2 separate regions of the Anser cygnoides genome follow, and region 1 is linked to region 2. A link is a contact called in public Hi-C data. All regions are on one chromosome and are shown on one strand. The core of a region is the stretch at or near the end of the contact, and the rest is flanking DNA. Distances in the headings are between cores, read along the strand shown. Region 1 overlaps LOC106036254 (a long non-coding RNA gene). Region 2 holds the start of RHBDD1 (rhomboid domain containing 1).

The links. Hi-C and Micro-C count contacts between places; a contact is called where the count stands out from the background.
Region 1: a Hi-C map of liver shows a contact between it and region 2, with 8 times the contacts expected there. The contact joins the enhancer-like site here to the promoter of RHBDD1 in region 2. A contact is called at or near these places in 2 of 7 Hi-C or Micro-C datasets (both in liver).

The regions. Positions count from the first base shown.
Region 1 is chr9:4,087,204-4,090,768 of Taihu_goose_T2T_genome, reverse strand. The region is part of intron 5 of LOC106036254 (a long non-coding RNA gene); the gene reads right to left. Among named protein-coding and RNA genes, the nearest start is that of IRS1, 110 kb to the right of the region's middle. Within about 2 kb of position 1,803, at least 1 of the 3 cell types and tissues checked has open chromatin away from gene starts, as enhancers often do. A contact at or near this core is called in liver, where this site is marked.
Region 2 is chr9:3,953,100-3,956,324 of Taihu_goose_T2T_genome, reverse strand. RHBDD1 (rhomboid domain containing 1) reads left to right here and starts at 1,311. Exons shown (of 7, transcript XM_067002224.1): 1 at 1,311-1,418.

The DNA of each region.
Region 1 (3,565 bases), core at 554-3,053, 130 kb before region 2:
TTTTTCCTTAACTGCTGAACAGAATGACTTCTACAAAGAGGCGAGGGGTATTAAGGTATATGTAGTTATTCTCATAAATCTGATTAGTGATGACAAGGAATAACCCCAGTTTAAAAGAGAGAAGAAAAAAAAAAAAAAAAGAAAAAAACATTTTTACTCTTAACAGGACATTCTTCTGATGTTACCTCTGTTTGTTGTAACCGCATTTCCAGTCTGAATCACAAATACTCCAGTAATCTATCTTGTTCTGAACAGCCAAAATATTTATTTTTATTTGACCTCCTACTAGGTGCATTCACAGGAAAACAAATGGATTCTACTTGGGGCATGTCCATTTGTGCCTGTATCCCAGAAACCTGAAACCAGGCCAGCATTCTTCTGATTGAATAAAGCTGAGATGTCTGGGTTAAATCTGTTGTCAATATGCCTTGCTTATACAGTGAAATAGTTTCTTGTTAAGCAAGACAGAGATTTACTGTAGGCAAGATATGGACTTCAAATGCATCAGCATGGAGGGGAAGGATAGAAATGTATTAATTCTTCAAGAAACACCAGATAAAAGTACTGTATACCTTAGCAGGGAGCTCTTTTTCTATGAATAATCATGGTCTTGAGTCAACAGACTTTGCCTACTTAAGCTATCTCTCGCATCAGAATCCAATTATAGCAAAGCCTACAGAAAACAGGTTTGGCACACTTTAATATTTTGGTATTGATCTAATTTAGCTCTGGTTTCAATTACAACAGGGAGCATTTTATCAAGAGATAGACTTTGTTTGTTGGACTTTAAATTGCTTTTTTCCTTATTGTCTCTGATCTCACTATCTGGGTATTTTTGCCACGCTTATTGCTGTGGTTTATTAGAGGTTTCACCCATTTTACTATGAACTTCTTTAGGGGAAAAATCAAATCCAGCTTCTCTAAGTAAAAAGGATTGAACTCAATACATATAAAAAATGGGCTGGGGTTTCTGTAGCAACCATTCCACAGTGATGCAATTCGATTTGACATCAAAGAACAAATGTATCAAGTCATCCTGACAACTGAAATACTTGCTGTAAGAGGAATGCATACATATATCTGGAACAAAGACAGATTATCCTAAGTAAAATGAGCATTTTATTTAGTAATATATGTATACCGTATCATCCTACTTGAGGCATCTTTTCTCCCATCAACGTGCATAACTGCCACAAAAATTAGCTGAAGTTACCCACAGAAACTGGAGGAGAATAGACCTCTTTATTTAGTTTTCAGATGTACGGAAGAATTATCTCATTTTCCATTTAATGACATACAGAAGATAATATGGAAGTAATTTTCTTTCTTCCTGCTGAATTTGGCTTTAAACTCTGCAGCTTTCCTTCTTACATTCATTGAGGGGAATGTCATCTCTGCAACCCAAAATAGTTGCATATATTTATAACCTATATCTAAGAAGTTACCCCTGGTTAACACTATGCTTCTTTCAGCTACAAGACCTAAAAGCCTGACAACAGGAAAAATTTGCTGCAGTGTGCTCTCCCAAACTACAAATCACATATGTCGATAATCTGGAATGTTTGCTGAATTAAAGGGGGATTATGAAATCATAGCGGTGATTAGAATCATACACTGCTGCGGGCAGATAGCTGGAGTGTTGAAATTTCTAAAAAGGAAGCTGTCAAATAGTAGGAAGCAATTTGCAATGATCCATAGCTTTGTGAATAAAATCGCAAACCTAGTGCTCTGTTAAGCTCCAAGAAGTGATAAAATTTGAATTCAGAGTTTATAGCTCCAAAAACAAGCCCATTTCATGGACTGCCACAACTTCTAGGAAAACTTCACAGAGTTAAAGGAACATTACAAACTCACTGCAACTGAAGTACAGTTGCTAGTGTTTCTTCAAATATGGTAAGGCATGATACTCAGGGGAACTGTGTTTTAAAACTCCCCTTTGGTATTGCTAGATGTGAGATACAACTATTCTACCCAAATAAGAAACATCCAGTGCATTCCCCTCCACTCTGAACAGCAACAAGAGCAATGAAGTGTTTTTGCCAGAGGTAGCGTATACCTGCCACTCGCCTCTGATGTGGAAGAGGAAAAATGCACCTGAAAATTGCAGCTTGTGCTCTTGGGACTATTTGTTGACTTCTTTCCTAGGTAAAGTTTCAAGTCCCTGCCCTGCCAGAATAGTGTTGAAACACAAAATGGTATAAATCAATTGCTGGCATTAAAAAAGAAAAGTAACCAATACTCATTTTTGCAGACACTGGAAAAAGTCTAAAGGACTTGCACAACTATTCACACTGAAGGGATCAGCTGAATTTGGGGTACATGTTAAAATAAAATAAAAAAACCAAAAAACCTCTCATCTGTCTCAAAAACCTCAGCCTAGTTTTGTCCTGGTAGCATGATACTCAAAGATAGCAAATTTATCTGTGTTTTGCCAGGTCTGAAAAACTACAAAACACAAAACATTTTCCTCTAGAATAGCTATGCTGAACTTCTCAGCAAAAAAAACAACAAAGAAAAGGAAGGGCAAATATTATATTTTTGGATTGACCAGATAAGATTCATGAAGAAAGAAATCCTAGAAAATCTACATTTAGGAGGGAAAAAAAAAAGTTTAAAAACATTCATGTGCTTTTCAAATGTCAATAAAAATTAAAATAAAAATTCATTAACTTGTTTTTTACTTTAATGATCACTGGCACGTTGTATTTTTATTTTATTTTATTTTATTTTATTGCAAGGTTCTGAATCTGTAGAATAGAAGTTAACCCACTTTGGTTATCCTTGGAGTCATCATGGGATCTCTACCACTGCTTGGCTATGACAAAGAGTAGGCTGCAGGCAGGTTTTTGCCTTGGACCCTCAAATTGCTTGTATAGCTTTTCTAACAAGAGATACTTACACCAGCAAGCCCCATGGTTATCACTCCAAGTGGAAGTCCACTTGCTCACCTGAATGCATACTCAATACATCTTCCAGCTGCAATACGCCAAAGGCATTATCACCTACTCCGGAAACATGGACACTGTATAACCATTGCACCTGCCCTTAAGAGTATGTTCCTCCCAGTACCAATAGAAATTCCTGTAGCGAGATGTCAGGTGAGCATTAACTCAAAAGAAAAAGATTATTCTATTCACAATGGTTATTCATGCACAACCCAATCCTAACAGGATTCTGATGAGGCATCACTTAACTATTCAAAGTTATATTTTTAGCATTTCTGCCTCCCGAACAAGGAAACACCTTTAAATTTGATCCCTAAACTGAAGAATTTGAGCTGCAACAACAGTGAATGTGCCACGTCAGCACATGCAAGGCTTCACCCAGCTGGCAGTTACTTCCCCAAAGCAAGATAGCAGGCACTAGCTATGCTGAAGGGAACTAAAACGCACTGCAACCAAGGTTTCCATCTCCATTTTTACTACTGTATACCAGCCCAGGCAGCTGCTTCTCTCCCAGATTCTCTGGGCTGCACTGAGCTGATGAGGGCACCTCTCCCTTCAACATCAGCAGGGGTGTCAAACCCCTCTGGAGCCTGTCCTGGTCCGTAGCTGCATTCTCCTCA
Region 2 (3,225 bases), core at 62-2,561:
TGACTTCTATTCTTCCTGACTTATCAATAAGGGCCCAAAAAGATAGAAAATATAAGATTGCTTGGGATAACACAGGATGTGAATTAGGAATGAAGTCAGGATCTTCTAGGTCCCAGAAGAGAACCACAACCTCAAGACTTGTACATCCAGTAATAAGATCTGGACCTGCACACATGCAATAAATACTGCATCGTTAAGAATTATAGACTAGAATTATGAGTGCATGAAAATGGAGTACACTATTACAGAGAATGGTGCCAATTACAGAAAACCTAGTGTATGTTAGAAAATCTATCAGTCTAGGCATTTGTAACTCCCACACCCTGTGATTTCTATGAATTTTTATGATTAGCATTAATCGTGGTAACAGATCTAAATGTGCCAAAACTAAAGAGTTTAAGATAACGTGTCTAAATGGTGGCACACAGAATCTGCCCTCCTCTTTTGGCTTCTGTTCATTCTTGGAAGAGAAGACTATGCTGAAGTTGCTTGTTTTGGCACGGTCTGCTCCTTTAACTTGATCTCCACCCTATTTCTAGGAATTCAGCCTCTTTCATGCCTGCCAGTCTGCTGAGCTGTGTGCTGTTTTTGGAAGGGCAGAATACAATTTTCATATAAATTCTATGACATACTTGTATGAATTGCCAAAATATTCTCTGAAACCTAAGTGCCACATAAATGACAGCAAAATAGGGCCATTTACAAGTAGCTTTGGCTATGGATTTTGTATGATTCATTTCTAGTCACATATTTGCACCACCAGCTTGCCAACATTTCTGCGATAACCTATTATTTTAGACATTTATCATTTGCTCAGTGGATTCCCTGCTGAATGTGAGTAACAAAGCTCACAGTCTAGATATCTGCATCAAATTTTGGGAGTCACTTAATACCGGTGACCGGTAATCTACACAAATTAAACTAATGTTTTCATCCAAGCATCTTTAGTACTGGAACAAAGCAGTTAAAGTATTAAACTTATTGAACTAGTGCTTGAGCATATAGTAAGGTTTTTAAAAAGAACCTAATTACACGTTTTAATTGGATGCAGCACCAGTAGGCACTATTTTCGCACAATTTATTGAATAGACACAAAAGCCTCCCTACGAGGCGAAATGGGGGGCCTACGGGCCCTACGTCCCCTCGCCTCAGCCAGCCGCCGCCCTGAGGCCACTGTGCCCGCCGGGCCGGGCTGCTCCACGTTAAACCGAACGCCCACAGCACCACACAGCCGCCATCTTCCCGCCCCCGGTCCTGTGAGGGGCCGCGCCCCGCTCCGCCTCAATGCGCACGCGCGGCTGAGGCGAGCGTCGAGGGAGGGTTTCGAACCCGGATCCCTCTGCGCGGAGTGGCGGCCGGGTCACGTGGGGCGGCGGCGGGGCCGGCGGCGGGGCCGGGGCCGGGGCTGCGCGGGGAACGTGAGTGGAGGGGAGGGGACGGGAGGGGCGGGGCCGGGCCGGGGTTGGGGGGGGGAGGGGGGTGCGTCTCCTTTTCCTCCTGCTCCTTTTCCTCCTCGTCTTCTTCAGCGCCGGCTCTGGGGGCCGGGAAAGGAGCTTCATGGAGCGAAGGCTCTCGGCTCGCCCCCTTGAGCAGTGCTTTTACAGGCTATGTGAAAATAGCCAGGGGATTTGTTGTCATTTTTCTTTTTTTTTTTTTTTTTTAACCAGATCTATGTTCCTCTTTTCTTAAAGTGCTTAAAAACAACAATAAAGAGCCCGCAAATGATTTGCGCGTGTATCGAAAGGAGAAGGGGTAAACAAGCGGCCTGGCTGTATGTTGGAGGCTTCCTGAAGCGGCTGTAAGAGCACTTGGCGTGACTCAGCTGGTAGTGAGATGGGGTTAGCGGTACCAGGCTGCGTGGTGAGGGCCTTGCAGCCGCACTGCGTTACTGCAGGGAGGTCTGAGGGCTTGCCAGGAGTTAGCACTAGTGCCAGAAAGGGTATACTTCTGGGTGTTCAGCTGGTACGGTTCATTAAAAGGCTAACTTCATCCTTTCGCACTCCAGACTGCAGGCAAATTTCTCCTGAAGCAATAAAAACAAAGAAGCACGAAGCTTGTGAGGGCCTTCGCGCTTCTGAAGTCGTCAGGGAAGCATGGATTGTTTCACTTCAATTACATCGCCAAATTCTTGAGCTGAACAGGGGAGGATGCTCTTCTGCTCTAATTACGCCGTTTTTTGATTATACCAGTGTAAGGATCGCAGTCAAATCCAAAAAAATCCTGACCCTATTTAAAGTAATTAAAAATCCATGAAGTTAAAAATCTAACTGTGCCCTAATCTGAAATCCCGTTTTGTTCTGATAAGTGTGTGTGTGTATCTATTCACAACTGACACCCCCTCACCTTCACAAGTAGAGTGATACAGCTATAAATATTAACTATGATTTTACTTCTCTCAGTTAATTTATATATGTTTAGGTGTATCCTAGCATTTTGAGAAGTAGTTATTCATTATCTGTTATGAGATGGGGGTAGTAAGAACGTTTGTCAAATCTTTTTGTGTCACTTTGTTCCCACAAAACTGGGAAGGATCTTAATATGTCCATTGTCTCCCCCGCAAAATGGTATTATAATAGCAAGTAATTCTGACTAACTGACCACAGAGGTTCAAAAAGAGCTGACCTTTCAAAGAAAGAAACGCTCTATTGACTTTTTTTTTCTTTTTTATCTGTTTGATTATATGTGTCATATAAATTTAGAGGTACAGGACTGCCTCCGTTTTAGGATTCCAAAGCAATGAAACCAGTGGTGGCTCATGGCTGTTGTGTGGCCTCTGTTTGAATCTTGAACAGACTTCTTCCAATAAAGGCAAACAGTAATTTCTAATGAACTTAATTTCTAAGGGGAGTTACTAAAATGTAGACTTGCAAAATGTAAAATACAAAAATCTATAAAGGATCCTGCTTTTTTGTCTGCTTTACACTGAAATGGCAGCAGAATTTCTGTTATATAAACTTATATAAGCCCAAACTACTCTTTTTGATGGTAACCTAAAACTACACTTTCTGACTAAACTAAGCTATATCCATGAAAAGGGTGTGTGCATGTGTGTATGTATATATATCCACGTAGATAGACTCATGAAGGGGATAGACCTAATACAGTATTAGGTTGTTCCGTTTCGGGAGATTATTTATATTGCACTATGAAAAGTGATGTGACCTTTGTCTCCAGAGGAAGAGGCAGTGAATATGACCAGTATATGTATTACCAGTAAATCCTTTT